Linked DNA regions of Mus musculus: regions 1, 2 and 3 are each linked to region 4. Evidence: chromatin contacts called from public HiChIP or PLAC-seq data. All regions are on one chromosome and are shown on one strand. The core of a region is the stretch at or near the end of the contact, and the rest is flanking DNA. Distances in the headings are between cores, read along the strand shown. Region 1 holds the start of Actr6 (ARP6 actin-related protein 6). Region 2 holds the start of 1700113H08Rik (RIKEN cDNA 1700113H08 gene). Region 3 holds the start of 1500026H17Rik (RIKEN cDNA 1500026H17 gene). Region 4 holds the start of Chpt1 (choline phosphotransferase 1).

Region 1 (3,549 bases), core at 968-3,467, 1.2 Mb after region 4:
TCCCGTGTTCTAATATACTTAGCTGGTTTGCTACCCTTGACTATTTACCTTGCTTCCCTTCAACAACTCTGTGAAGTCCATTATATTTTGATCAACTGCACTTGATCATGAAGCCTGTTGTGGAGTGAGTGATATACCCAGCTTCACTCAACTGGAGGAAACTTACTTTCCGTCTCCCAGCAGGTACAAATGATAATTCAGTTAACTCTTACTCTTAGTGGCTAGGTTTTCATTCATTCATTCATTCATTCATTTCTTAAAAGAATATAGCAAAATAAAAGACAAAGTGAAAACTATCACATTGAAGCTGGACAAGACAAAAGAGAAGGAAAAGAGCCCACAAGAAGGCACAAGAATCAGAGACCCACTCATTCACACGCTCAGGAGTCCCAGAAACACACTAAACTGGAAGCTAGAGTATAAGCACACAGGACCTGATGCAGAGCTGTGCAGGCCGTGTGCACAGGGCTTCAGTCTCTGAGGACTCATGACCTTTGCTCATGTTGATTTAGAAGGCCTGGTTATCTTGCTGTCCTCCGTCCCCTCTGGCTCTGAGGGGACGGATTTGCTGGAGACAAACCATTTAGAGCTGAATGTTCCGAGGTCTCTCACTCTCTGTGTAAAGTCTGGCTGTGGGCCTTGATTTGTCTTTAACGAGATCAGGGGGCCAGGAATGATGGGTTATGCTTACAATTCCAGCACTCAGGAGGCTGAGACAGGAGGACTCTCATGAGTTTGAGGCCAGTTTAGGATACACAATGCCCAGCTGGGCCACTGCGTAAGACCTTATCTCAATAAAGAACCACAGGGGCTTGGAGGCTATATAGTTCAGTAGCACAGCACTTTCCTAACATGTCCTAGGCCCATAATTCATTCTCCAGCACATTAAAAACAAAACAGAAAATCTGGTTCTATATGTATTTACATGCATCTGTTTATTTATGTATTTATGTGCACAGGTATTTTTCCTGCGTGTATGTCTGTGCACCGTGTGTGTGTGTGTGTGTGTATGTGAGAGAGAGAGAGAGAGGGAGAGAGAGAGAGAGAGAGAGAGAGAGAGAGAGAGGGAGAGAGAGAGAGAGAGAAAGAGAGGAGTTACAGACAGTTGTTAGCGGCCATGTAGGTGCTGGGAATTGAACGTAGGCCCTCTAGAAGAGCAGAATGAGCGGGTTAGCCATTTCTCCAGCCCCATGTACCTAGTTCTTAATGAGGAAAAAAAAAACTTATGTGGAAGCCTTATATATAAATGGCTTCCATCACCACTAAAGCTGTGAGAATCTGGTCATATGAGAATCTGGTCATATGGGCTGGGCTAAGAAGTAATGTTGTGCTTGTCCACCGTGCAAGAGTTCAACATAGCATTAAAAAAAAAAAATTCAGTCAAATGCCCACTGAGTTCTGAAGTAGTGGCCCTCAGCTGTAATCCTAGCAACCAGGAGGTGGAGGCAGGAGGATCTTAAATTCAAGGTCATCCTGGATTACACGCTGTGCTGCAAGGCAGCAGGGGGTGTAGCTCTGTGGGAAGGTACTAATTACCTACGCAAAGTCCTAGATTTCAGTTCTAGCACTGTGAAAGTCTACTATTTATTCAAACATACATTTTATAAAACACATCTTAAGATGCCACCGTAGCGTTCCTGACTTTACCAACCAGGTTATTCAACTTGGTTCCCCAATGCCTTCAAACTCCCTGGACTCTAATGAAGTGGGTTTTACTATTTGGGAGGTTGGGGGGCATTGAACCTTTTGAGGATCCGATGAAAACCTATAATCGTGTTCCCCTAAAGGCGAAACGTTGCCCACTATTTCTGAAATTTCATAAACTTTAGTCTCCTCAGTCAATCTCGAGAAGCCTATTTCCCGTTACCAAACGGAACATACATTCACTTCCGCAGCCCCGCGGCCTCAAACAAAAAATCAAAGTCAATTTCAGTTCAAAGCATCAAACCAACCAACGAACCCAGCTCGAAACTGAGCATCCCCCGACTGAGGCTGGAGGCGCGCGATGGCGTCTGTGGATCACGCAAATCGGAAAGCATAGTCTGTCAAGTTAAAAGGCGTACGTGTCCTGTCCCTCGGGAACGACGACCACTTACGAGACACTGTCATGGCTGTAACCGATTTTGGCGTTGTAAGCTCCATTATCCAGAACTAGGGTCGTCATTTCGGCACGCACCACGCTGCAGCGGAGTCGCTTTCCCACTGTTTGAATCTCCTCTGCTCAGGCTTCTTCCGGTACTCTATGGTCGATGGGGGCGTGGCCGTGGCGTAAACTTCCGGTTACCCTGACAACGGAGTACGCCAGAAGTCGAGCAGCGGAGCAGCCCTTCCTGTGCTTGTATCCAGTTTTCAAATGCATCGATTTTCGGTGGCAGCGACATTCCGTAGTAGAAACTGCTAAGTACTTTATTTCTTTTGATTTTCTTTACTGCGCACATTGGCGAGTGGAAGCTTTTTGTGAGCCCTTTGGTGGGCTGCGTGTGCGTGTATCTGATTAGAGTTGTTAAGACACTCCGAGCCTTGAAGAATTGAGTATGAAACCATACGCATCGTGGAACTGGATACGAAGTCTCTTCAGCCTCACCTTCATTTCTTGGCACTCGTCATCAGGTTATAGAATTTGGTCACAATAAATTATGTATGGGCTGTGTTGTTATCTGCGTTGTGCTTTAACTTATTTGCACATTCCCCAACGAATCCCCCTGCTTGTTCTCCGCTACTTATTTATGTATCCTATCTACAAAGGACTTCTTGACATCTGACATGTTCCTTGTCTGCTCTGACTCCTGGAATTAGATATCGTTCCTGGGTGTTTCTGTACAACGGAGAGCTTGTGTTTCATAATGTTAAGAAAAAGTTTTGGAGTTGAGCGTAATGGTACACGCCTTTAATCCCAGCACTCGGGAGACAGAGGGAGGTGGCTCTCTGGGTGTTCAAAACCAGCCTGGTTTACGTAGGACAGCCAGACATACACGATACAGAGAGTCTCTCTCAAAATGTTTTGATTGGAATGTAGACTCTGCTACAAAATAATCTCGGGTAATGAATCTGATATAAATGAATACACAGCCATGCTTAAGAGTAAGTTAGCTACACAGAGAAACCCTGTCTCAAAAAAACCAAAACCAAAACAAAAAAAAAAAAAAAAAAGAGAGAGTAAGCTGTTTCACTTTCTTTACACGTATTAACTAGTGTTTAAAACTCCAGGAGATAAAGAGATGAGAGTGTGGCCTTCTAATTTTAAACTGTGACTATGACATTAAAAACATATAAGCGGGCTGGAGAGACGGCTCAGAGGATAAGAGCACTGACTGCTCGTCCGAAGGTCCTGAGTTCAAATCCCAGCAACCACATAGTGGCTCACAATCACCTGTAATGAGATCTGATACCCTCTTCTGGTGCATCTGAAGTCAGCTACAGTGTACTTATGTATAATAATAAATAAATCTTAAAAAAAATGTTTAAACTAAGCCGGGCGGTGGTGGCGGACATCTTTAATCCCAGCACTTGGGAGGCAGAGGCAGGCAGATTTCTGAGTTCAAGGCCAGC
Region 2 (3,739 bases), core at 1,100-3,599, 1.4 Mb before region 4:
TTGGGACTGTCATTGGCTACCCAGTGACAGCAAACTAAGAAAAGTTCATCAGACATTAATCTGATTCACGTGTTGTATTTAAAAATTAGAGGATAGAAACTGTACTTGCTGATAGACTTTAGTTGGATTTTAGAGAAGCTGAGCAAAGTTGATAACAAACTTCACGGCAAGGAATAGAAGCTCCATTAGAAAAGATGAAGAAAACCAAGAGAAAATTTGGGGTAAGTAGTTCGACATAAAGAATTGATTTGGAAAGAGATAAATTTTTGCATGCATGTATGCATGCATGTGTGTGTGTATGTGTGCGTGCATGTGCGTTTGTGATTGTCCAATATGTACATGGCAAAGCCACCAAGCAAGCAAATAGTATAACAACCTTTGTCTCTTCAACAGCTGCCAGACTATGTAATGAGTTCTTCCTAAGACATATAAGGCTTTTCCAGCTCAAAGATACTCAAAAGAGTTTGAGAGGTGGCTGGGTATCAGCTTAGAGTTCTGGTATAGATGCTGAATATATACTTTCCTTTGACCTTATTCTGTAGACCAATGCCCCATAATTGGCCGGTATGAGAATATTCTACCCAGTATGAGCTGTGAATAAGACTTCACCTCTCCCCTACCTCCAGTATCTTCCCTCTGTTTGAGGCTAGCTTGCAGGCAGTGGCCTCCATTGTCTGGTTACTTGGACATAGAAGTTGTGCCCCAAGGTTACCACGTCTGCACTGTAGCTGGTAGCTAACCCTTGGAAAGCAGAGGTAAGAGGATGCTTGAGAATCTGAGGCCAGCCTGGGCTACAGAGTGTCCCAAGAAAACAGAAAGTGCAAAACAGAAGAGTGCTTGTATTATGATTGTCTTTACCTCAAAATTTGCAACTCCAGGGTCCTGGTTTAGTTGGAATCTCACATCTACTTTGTAGCTGTATTGCTAGTCTAACACTGAAACATATTTCCCATGGTTGGCACCTGAAATGCCATTCATTTCAGCGAACAGCATTCTGGGTTGGAGCTATGGCAGGTAACCCTGTGCTGCCATTCTTGTCTAGAGGCATCTTGACAATACTGTCATAGCTTTGATGTGGCTTATTTGCTTGTCTAAGTGCTTCTGGGAGCAACAGCTCAGAATCATCCAGAGTCTAACCTGGTCTTTTGACTTGTTTTGTTGTTGATCCATAGCCTAGGCTGACCTGGAACTTAGAGATTTTTCTGCTTCATCCTTGTAAAACCTGGGATTAGAGTTGTAAGTCTTTATGCCTGCTTTTGGATTTGTTTTAAGAGTATTTTAAGTATTAGAAACAAAAACCACTTCTCCCCCCACCACACACACACATTTTGTTTGTGTTTTTGATTTTCAAGACAGGGTTTCTCTGTGTACTCTGGTTATCCTGGAACTCACTCTATAGACCAGGCTGGCCTTGAACTCAGAGATCTGCCTGCCTCTACCTCACAAGGAGTGCTGGGATTCCTGGCTTTAGAACCTTGTTTTGAATTTATTAGACACTGCCTACAAACAAAATCTTAACTAGTTGCCGGCATTAGGTTCCCATGTGGGTAATCAGATAGGAAGACTGGTGAGTTCCAGGCTAGCTTAAGCTACACAATGCACTCAGTGCCACACTTGGTTAGTGAGTTTGAGGCCAGTATGTGTTAGCAAACAGATGAAACATTGTTTCAAAAATCCAACCATCGCTATCCAAATTCAAAACCCAAAGCAAAATCAAACCTAAACCTAGACCTTGGCTTGGGTTGCAGTCCATGGAACCTTACACAGCATTCATAGGGTTTTTTTTTGTGTGTGTGTGTGTGTGTGTTTTTTTTTTTTCTGCCGAGCTGAATAAAATCCCCAGGCAGATGTGAACTGCCTTTGTGGGCACAGCTAAATCCTTGCCTGGTTGGAATAGAATTACTTGAAAGTTTCTGAACTTTCAAGAAATTTGAGACTATGGCTCAAAGAGGGAAAAGGGCACTCTTCCCATCTATGGCATAGCTATGCCCCCTGCTGTTGGCTGCAGCACCATTCTCCTTTTACTTGGGATTCAAGGGAGAGGCCTAGATTGGTAGGGGACTTCAGTAAAAAATAAAATCCCTCCATAACCCCTAGAACTACCTCCTTTGTGAAAAACCAACTTGTTAACAAAAGATAATCAAGTAATGCTCATCTTTTTAAGCTGAAGGCTTGTCCAGGGCTTGGGGCTGGGTGGCAGAGCAGATTCGGAGAAGAGATGTATGTGGTCACTGTCTTTGACTTTGGTGGCAGGGCGGGGCAGGGTCCACTTGCGATGCTGGTCCCATTGTGGTTGCCGGGAGACTGAGGGGCTCTCGGAACGGTGCCCGGAGGTGTCCATAAGGGTGGGGCAGTGTGGGGCCAACTCGTTTGGAAGGCAGCGGCGGGCACAGGATAGGGCTTCTGCAGCTGCAGGTAGACAGGCAGAAGACAAGTCGTGGGTCTTGTCTGGTCACAGAGGAGGTAGGTTGCTTTGAAGAGAACCCCGTGTTTTTGGCTTCTATAGACTCCAGCCACCTCTGGTAGGGGTGGCTCTCGGGAGGGGCCGTGGGGCTGCGAGCAGCAGAGCCTGATCGCTCCTGGTGGTCGTCACCCCGTCCCCCTCCATCCGGCTTGACCAGTCTCAGAGTGGAGGAGGACAGAGCTGTGCCCAGCCCCCGCCCCTACAGCCAGTACCCACACCAAGACGCACACGCTCCTTAATCTCCCCCGCCCTCGGTTGCCCGGGCGACAGCCCAGACGAGCAGGTGATGCATTGACAGCGAGCAGATGGTCCCCCGTGGAGGCGAGCGCGGCCCACAAAGCGCCCAGCGCTGTGATCCCACTGCGCCGCCCCCGCCCCGTGGCCCGCGCTGCCCGCATGCTAATAGGGGTCGGGGGAGGGGTCTGGGGAGGGGCCGTGCGCCCTGGGCACGCCCCTTTGCTCTTTGCAGTGACTTCACCTCATTTTTTTCCCTCTGAATGCCCTCTCTAAATCCTCCCTGCTTCTGAAGAGTTCTCCCACCTCACACCCAGCACGCTTCATCTCTCTCCGAACTCTCCCCGAGTGGATCAAGGCTGACACTCTCCCTCTTTTGCCTTGCTCCCATTCAGTAGTAGCAGGCCCTACCTTTGCTCCCTGCTGGCATTTCATGGTTGATTTGGGAAGACTAGAGGAATGGGTTTACCACAGCCCAGCCTTGATCCCTGCTTCTAGAACTGGCATTGGAATGGTAAAATGTGTAAAGACACCCGCCCGGACCCGCCCCCATGCCCCCCCCCCCCACCATCATCAATGCTTCAGGGCCTTTCAGGCTGCTGCTTCTTCGGACTTTCCTTTCTGGAAGGGCAAAAATAAATCACTCTCTGGCGACTACTGTGCTGCCCCTCCTGGGAAGCCCTCCCATTCACCCACCCTCCTCCCATTCATTAGACACACACACCCCCTTCTGTACCCTATTCACCGCTGTGTGGCAAATTGAGACTATCTTATAGTAAGGCCATGAAAACTGCTAGGGAGTATTCACAATTTTAATACTAACTTCATAGCTGTCACATAAATTCATTGCCAGGTCTACTCTATAATGGCCACGAAATAACTTTAAGAAAAGGGAGGGGGAGTCCGATGACAGCACCACGGCATCTTTCTTTGATTTGCAGGTGCTTACCCCCCTCCTTTAAACCATTACTACAGTAACTGTAGATAGCTTTCTTTTTCTTTTTTTAACTGTCACACGGAGTGCTTTAAAAAAAGCCATCC
Region 3 (3,684 bases), core at 767-3,266, 1.2 Mb after region 4:
ATGTGGCGACCGGGAAAGAAAAGAATGCCAAAGGTACTGTAGAGATGAAGCTAGACCAACAGACAAGAGGGCCTTACAGAGACATCAAGAATTTCAGTTAGGCTCTGTGAGGCAGAGGCCTTTGTGAGTTCAAGGCCAGCCTGGTCTACAAAGAGAGTTCCAGGACAGCCAAGGCCATACAATGAAATTTTGTCTCAAAAAAAGCAAAAACAAAAACAACAAAAAAAGAATTTCAGTTACTCCAAAAGGTAAAGCCATTGTGATCAGATCTATATTATGAGATGTCCATCCCAGCACAGAGACCACAGGTGTCAAGCCCTCTAGATGCAAGAGACCAATGTGACTGCAACAAGGAGGTGGTGCTGAAGATGAAGATTCAATATTTAAAAGGCAAACATCAATAGGACCTCATAAAAGATGTCGAATGAGGAATAATAAGAACTTAACAAATTTCAACTCCTATAAAATAGGATCAAAACATGTACGAGGACCTGGTTTTGGGGAGTTTTTTTGGTTTTTTGGTTTTTTTTTTTTGAGAGGATAAATCACAAATTTCAACTATGTCAACATGATTTAATTCCCAAATATAGAATGTATTTGTATAGCAATGTCCTACTGTATGGAATTACAACACATCTGTATTACATATGTAATCGTCTCTGACAGACAAAATGAATGATCTTCACATGTGCGTAGGTATATCTGAACAGAATAAAGCTCTATGTGTTCAGTTAGGCTCCTTTCCTTTGCATAACCACAATCCCCTTCTCCTCCAACCTTTATTAAGGAGGGGAAAGCCTTCAAAGTCGAAAAAGAATCTTCCAAGCAAACACCAGAACTGCTTGGGTTTTGTAATGGCTGACTGACTTACAGCATCTTTGTTAAATTGCTTTCTCTGAACAGAGGCGCACGACTCAGAAAACTTAAATACGGCGTTTCAAAGTGTCATCACACAATCCCTGGTTTTGATGTGCAAAGAAAAACCTCTAGCTGATAATTTACAATCAAAATCACTTTAAGGAGCTGGTCTGGAGTCTCTTCAATCCTGTTGAGAAAGGGAAACACTGTGTGTCCTTAATTACTGATCACAGGTAACGCGTCCATGCGAATCCCAAGAAGTTTCTGCAAGCTTTATCTGTCTAAACCTTTTTCTGTAGCTTAAACAGGCGCACTGGAGCCCCCATGGGGATTTCTTTCTCTCAAACCTTATCTGCCCCACCCACCTCACACACACAATAACCGTCCAGTCCAGAAAGACAACTACCATCAGAGAAAGGCGTCCGAAGTGCAGGGCCTTAGCCGGTGACCCCAGCTATCGGAACCAAGTATCAGAAACGAGGGGGGCTGTCTCAGCAGTCCCGGAGCACTGTCCAATTTCCCAAAAGGATACGGAGATCTCCACGGCGGAAACCCGAGCTCCTGCGCCAGCTCTGGGGACTCTCCCAGCAGCAGAATGACCCAGGCAGCGGGGCTCCCGTCGCCCGAAGGCCTCGCCCAGAGTCACCGGCCTCTGAGATCCGCTCCCTCCCGCTTCTCGCTACCTGGATCCGGCTTCCCGGGCCACCCACCGCCAGCCCGCCCGACCCGGCCCGTCACTAGGCAACAGTAGCAGCCGGGAGGCCCGGGGAGACCCGTAGCCCGCAAGCTGGCCGCAGACCCAGGTCGCCCGGTGCCCGAGACAGGTCACTCACCTCGCAGCCGGCTACCTGGAGGGGCGGTGCTGGGGCCGGTCCCCCGCCGGCTCCCTCAATGCCTCCGGGCTGTGACTGCTCGGGCCGCGCTCCTGGCCGCCACCGAACGCTTACTCCATCTCCTCCGTCACCCCCGAGTCCGCAGAACCCCGAGATCGAGGAGTAAAGGGGGAAGGGAGGGAAGGGACTAGGGAAGAAGAGCACGGTAGGGGGAAGAGCACCGAAAGACCTGCCCGCTCCTGCATGACGTCACTTCCGGGCGGTTCGGAAGGGTAAGGCTTGGCTTCCCTCCGCCCTCCCCGAGGCGGAGTGAGGCGGGGCTCCCGGGGCGGGGGTGGAGCCAGCCCGGGCCTCTGCTGACAGCCGTACCTGTGACTCTGATCACTAGTCTTCGCGGGCAAGACCAGCTTTCCGGGGCCCCAGGCTAGGAAGCCCGAGTTTCTGGAACCATAGAAGGGGATTCTCCAAGATAATGAGGACAGGTAACCAAATGTATATTGGAGATGACTGACAGTGACTTGATGGCTGGACACTGCAGCTCTGGTTGTGAGGCCCCTCCCCTTTTCTGTTTCCCAGGCCACCTGCCCTTGCTGGTCTAGTGACTGATTACATAGGACTCAGCTTTCTCTGACTTTCTGCTAAGTGACCTTAGAACCTAGAAAAGCCGTGCTTCTCACACAGGGCCGTGTTAAAGTGCAGATTCTGCTGCACAAGTAGGATCGGATGCTCTGCGTTTCTAAGACATTCTCAGATAACCCCGGTGCCACAGTTCCACAATTAGAGCAACAAAGATTATTTATCTTACGTGCTTAATGAAAGAAGTAAATTGTTCTGAAAAATATACCTAGGTGAAACTGGGCACAGCCTCTGTCTCCCTGCTATCCATCCAAGTAACCCGTACATAGTAGTAGGACTACTACCACCCTAACTAACCCTAACCCTGCCTCTCCTGTCTCTGCTCTGTCCCTGGTTCAGGTTAAAATGTCTTAAGATGGGTAATAGGGTAGATTCTATTACAAGAAGAATTGGAGGAGGGGGAGGAAGAGAAGAGGGAAGAGGATTATGGGGTGTGTGTGTATGTGTGTGTACATGTTTGTGTGGTGTGTTTACATGTTTGTGTAGGTACAGCTGTATGTACACACGCCAGAAAAGCTCGAGGCTAGAGGTTAGCCTTAGGAGTTGTTCCTGGGGAGCTGTCCATGTTTTTGAGACAAGGTCTCTAAATAGAACCTGGTGCTTTGCCTTTCTCTTATCTCTTCAGCTGTGAAATTAGGAGCACCCACCACCAAGCCTGGCTTTTTAATGTATGTTCAGGAGATCCAACTTAGATCTGCATGCTTAGAAAGTTATCATCTCACTAGCTGAGCCTTCTCTTTCCAGCCCCAGAAGGGTGGACTTTTATTTCTGTCCTTTTGCCAAGAGCATCTTATAAGTTATGTGTTGGTAATGTTACTTCTAGTTCTTCGTGGTCAAGAAAGGAAAGGCTTAGATTCTTGTATTCTGCACACAAAACATCTAGAAATCATGTTCTCTATATTTCAACTTTTTCTTTCTTACATGCTTTAATTTCATATTTTACTGGGGTAGGAGGAACTAGTTTATCTCTACTAAACATGAGTCTCTTTTTTGGAGTGATAAAATGGCCTGGGGTTAGATGATAGCAGTGATTGTACAAGGTTGCCAACGCACCAAGAAACACTGAATTAAACATTTTGACAGAATCCTAGTGAGCAAACCTAATCCTTTGCAGACCATGTGAGAATAGCTATCACAGGATATTTGAACACACTGTGAACCTCTGAGATTGTGTTACTTGCTGAAAAGGAAAAAGAAAAAGAAAGAAAGAAAAAGAAAAAAAGAAAAACCTGTTTCTAGTTGTGGTATGGCTCAGTCCTAGCACATACCTTTAATCCAAGAGCTTTCTGTTTATTGTAAACAGGATTACATTAAGTCATCGGTAGGTCAAGAGGCAGAGCAAGCTTTAAGTGAGGTA
Region 4 (3,723 bases), core at 46-2,545:
AGAAGTGTTTGCATGGATGCAGAACATGAGCTATTTCTATTGTATTCCTGGTATCCAACCTCGACTCTCGAGTTTGTGCACGATCTATATTTACACGTAATTACAGAGGGAGCGTAAAGAAAGTAATGCCATGGAATCTGCAATGTTATCCTATATAGTGTTTCAAGACACTCTCCCTTGTTTTTATGCTCTCTATACTCAGCCCAATGAACCACTTCTGACCACCACTGTCTAAAGCCCATGTTAATATTCTTACTTTAGACTTAGGTTGGATATAATTACAACTAATAAAATATGTTGGTATTTATAATCTCAAAGTCTAGATAATTGTAAAGACTGTCACCTACATCCTGTTTGTTTTTCATGAAAAAGCCAAGGAAGCAACGAGGAAGTTTCTTATCTTATCCAGAAATAACTTATCTTCGATCAGTGCTACCAGTAATTTCAGGATCGCTAGGCACCACCTTTGAGAAACAGAATTATAAAGTGCTAAAGGGCACTTGGCCTTACCTAACCCATCCACAAGTCCTGCTAGCATGGAGATGTAGGTATTTAATCTCCAGTGTGCGAAATATGGGCTGGTGGTCCCATGGCCCCAGGGATGAGATTGGCAGACAGGGCTGGGGCAGTAAGTGACCTTGACAGCGCCCCTGCCCCCCAGAGAAGCTCAGAATGGTCACAGGATTGGGGTAGTGGTGCGACAGTCTCTAGGAGCCCCGGGGAGGCTGAAAATGAATACTGCCAGGGGACAGCAATCTGGTCGCGTCCGCACCTCCCTCCTAGAGGGAGACCTAGAGGATGCTCCGCTACGCAGGGTCTCCCCGCTCCACTGACGCCTATAGTGGAGCCGTCTCCGAAGGAGGCCCAAGGGGGGCTCCAGGGAACAGTACCATCGGGCGGCCAGCCCTACCTCCTCCGTGACTGTAGGGCAGTAGAAGATGAGCACTAGTGTGGTGACCAGGTTGATGGCGAGGCCGATGAGGGTGATGGTGTTGGGGGCCATCCAGAGCGGGATCCATTGGAGCAGCCAGGTCCAGTAAAGCTGCAGCGGCGGCTCGAACAGCGACTCTCCCACCGCGGTGTAGCGGTGCTCCTCCAGCCGCCGCAGCTGCGCGGCACTGAGCGGCTCACCTAGCGCCTTTACCCAGCGCGGCGCCGGCCTGGCCCCGGCGCCCGCCGCCATGGCTGCCTGCGGGGCCCGCCGCGACCCGGCGCAGCCCGCGGCCCGCGCGGGGGGCGGAGAGAGCCGAGCGAGGGCACAGCGCCCGGGCCAGCTCCGCCGGTGGGACTCACTTAGCAGCGGGCCGCGGGGGCGGGGCCGGGCCTCGGGGGCGGGGCAAGGCCGGGCCACGGGGGGGTGGGGCCTCAGCGAGCTCGCGGGCGGTGGCGAGGCTGGGGGCGGGACCGGGGCGGGGCCTCAGTGAGCTTGGCTCTGGACGCCCCGGGAGGGGTCAAGCAGCCTGCGCTTTCAGACTCAGGTCGAGGGCAGCTCTGGCCCTGCCGCTGTGACTTTTCTATTGGGGCTCAAGGGTTCGCCCTCCTCTCCAGCCTTTGCTCAGGTTTCCGTGACGACGCTTGGCTAGCCTGGATCCTGGTTGAGCTGGTTTTTTTCTACTGAGTGGTAGGAACAACTCTGACTTGTGTGTCTATGCCCCGGCCTCTTATTAGTCAAGAAAATGTCGCCTACTGAAACCTGGAGTGGTCACCATGTATGTACTGATCAGAAAGTACTCAAGCACCATGGGAATATACAAAGGCCCCTCCGCATATTAACTTAGTTACCCCTCACTGCGGGATCAGACGGCAAGGTTTTAAAACAAACAAACAAAACCCCCAGATCTTAGAAATATTGTCGTCAAAGGGAAACTGAATGTTTGAAACTCAAATGCCTGTTTTTTCAGACCACTTGACACTCCTTCCTTGGAGCAGAGAAAATTCTTAGCCAGTTTCACAGTTTCTTCAGTGGAGAAGGCCGATTGCCACATAATGGAAGGTCACCAGCTCCTTACTTCACAATGCACCCATTTGGACTGGGGGCTGTCATAAGCATGTTCTATTGCCTAACCAGACATAGGCTGCCCACTTGATCTAGACGTAGTGGGTCTGATCTGTATGCACCTTTCTAACACATCAGACAAGCTGGAAACTACTTTCTGCTTTCTTGGATTAAGCAACAGAGGTCATGGGATACACTCTTCCTCACCTATTTTGAGGAACGGTTAGCAACTTTTGGCTCAAAAGACAGGCCTTCCATCTCATTCTCACAGCACACTACAGAAGTATGCGTCTTACATTTTTTAATTACTGGGAAAAAAAACAAAGAATAAAGTTTATGATGTTAGAATTGATATAATTTAAATCTCAGTTCTGTGACTATAGCTGTGTTTCTTCCCACAGAGGTGAGGAGTTGTATAGCACAAGATGACTTACAAAGTCTTGAATATTCATTACCTGGCCTCTTACCAAAAATAAAATAAAATAAAATAAAATAAAATAAAATAAAATAAAATAAAATAGCTGGGTGATGGTACTGCAGGCCTTTATCCCAGCACTTTCCAGTCAGAGGCGGGGGGGGGGGGGGGGGGCAGGGGATTGGTAACACTTACATTATAGATTCCTAGTACTTTATCTTGCTCCTGGACTTTGAACTAAGCACCTTGCTGGGCCCTGCTAAGCTTTATCTTCAGTCCTTTGTTTGCTTTGATTTTGAGACAGAATCCTGCTACGCAGCCTAGACTGTCCTTGAACTAATTGCCTCTGCCTCCTAAGTAGCTCTGATTACAAGCAATTACACTTGACCTCTTCCAATGCCATGCTGTTGTAAAGGGGCATACAGCATGCTCAGAAGGTATCGACGATTGCTTTAGGCTACTTCTAGGTCAAGTACAAGGCTTGAATGAGACAGAAGTTCGTTTTGCCCAAGCATCGTGTCTGGGTAGATCATTGAGAGCTGCTGCAAACCCTCAGTGTGTGAGAGACACTGGTTTCTTCCATTTCCTTGTCTGCTGCCTTCAGGGTATTGTTCTTGTCCTGACCCAAAACAGGTGACCACAATTCCCAAACAACTAGGAGGAGGGGGAGGCAGGGGGGCTGAACTTCCTGGCTTTGAGGCTGTGATCCAAAGTTTCATTCCTCATTTCTGACAGAACCCTGTCATGTGAGTGTGACACCTATTTGCAAGGAGAGCTAAATGAAGCCCTTATCTGGCCAATGGCTGGTCGACTAATTTCTACTACTGTTGAAAAGTGAGGGAGTGGATGTTAGAGAGCCATGCATGTGTTCTGATATTTTTATACACCATTTAAAAAAGATACTATTTTATTAATTCCTTGAAAATCTCATACAATATACTTTGATCATATTAATCCCTGTTCCTCTCCCTAATTCCTCCCACCCCTATCTCCTAACCTCCCTGTCTTCATATCCTCTTTATTATTATTGGTTTTTGTAACCCATCAAGTCCAGTTTATGAATTGAATTTGTCCTGCATGTGGAAGGAAGCATGGCGAGTACTCGATCCGGTGACTCCTGGTCAGCTGACTCCTTAAAGAAAGCAAAGTGGGTTCTCCCTCTCCTTGAAGCCTTCAGCTGTCCCTAGCTCCTCAGAGATGGGGAACAGGGAACCCTTTCTTCCTCCATTCTAGAATGGTAGCTGGCTTGATTTTGGGCTCGTCTTATGGAGGCAACCACGGCTGCTGTGAGTTCATGAGTCAGAGTTGTCAT

The links. HiChIP or PLAC-seq counts read pairs in DNA pulled down with a chosen protein or histone mark.
Region 1: a FOXA1 HiChIP or PLAC-seq map of pancreatic cancer cells shows a contact between it and region 4. The contact joins the promoter of Actr6 here to the promoter of Chpt1 in region 4. A contact is called at or near these places in 2 of 39 promoter capture datasets (neutrophils and pre-B cells) and 1 of 115 datasets of contacts at active chromatin or transcription factors (pancreatic cancer cells).
Region 2: an H3K27ac HiChIP or PLAC-seq map of differentiating embryonic stem cells shows a contact between it and region 4, with 5 times the contacts expected there. The contact joins the promoter of 1700113H08Rik here to the promoter of Chpt1 in region 4. A contact is called at or near these places in 1 of 39 promoter capture datasets (liver) and 3 of 115 datasets of contacts at active chromatin or transcription factors (astrocytes, differentiating embryonic stem cells and embryonic stem cells).
Region 3: a contact with region 4 is called in an H3K27ac HiChIP or PLAC-seq map of thymic regulatory T cells, with 5 times the contacts expected there. The contact joins the promoter of 1500026H17Rik here to the promoter of Chpt1 in region 4. A contact is called at or near these places in 2 of 39 promoter capture datasets (the C10 cell line and pre-B cells), 3 of 484 Hi-C or Micro-C datasets (CD4 T cells, rod photoreceptor and uterus) and 1 of 115 datasets of contacts at active chromatin or transcription factors (thymic regulatory T cells).

What each region holds. Positions count from the first base shown.
Region 1 is chr10:89,730,078-89,733,626 of GRCm38.p6, forward strand. Actr6 (ARP6 actin-related protein 6) reads right to left here and starts at 2,218. Exons shown (of 11, transcript NM_025914.3): 1 at 2,097-2,218. The coding sequence starts at 2,164.
Region 2 is chr10:87,055,697-87,059,435 of GRCm38.p6, forward strand. 1700113H08Rik (RIKEN cDNA 1700113H08 gene) reads left to right here and starts at 2,350. Exons shown (of 6, transcript NM_029685.1): 1 at 2,350-2,463.
Region 3 is chr10:89,684,347-89,688,030 of GRCm38.p6, forward strand. It overlaps 1500026H17Rik (RIKEN cDNA 1500026H17 gene), which reads left to right and starts at 2,017. Exons shown (of 3, transcript NR_130956.1): 1 at 2,017-2,173. Scyl2 (SCY1-like 2 (S. cerevisiae)) reads right to left here and starts at 1,948. Exons shown (of 18, transcript NM_198021.3): 1 at 1,692-1,948.
Region 4 is chr10:88,502,675-88,506,397 of GRCm38.p6, forward strand. It overlaps Chpt1 (choline phosphotransferase 1), which reads right to left and starts at 1,296. Exons shown (of 8, transcript NM_144807.3): 1 at 911-1,296. The coding sequence starts at 1,183.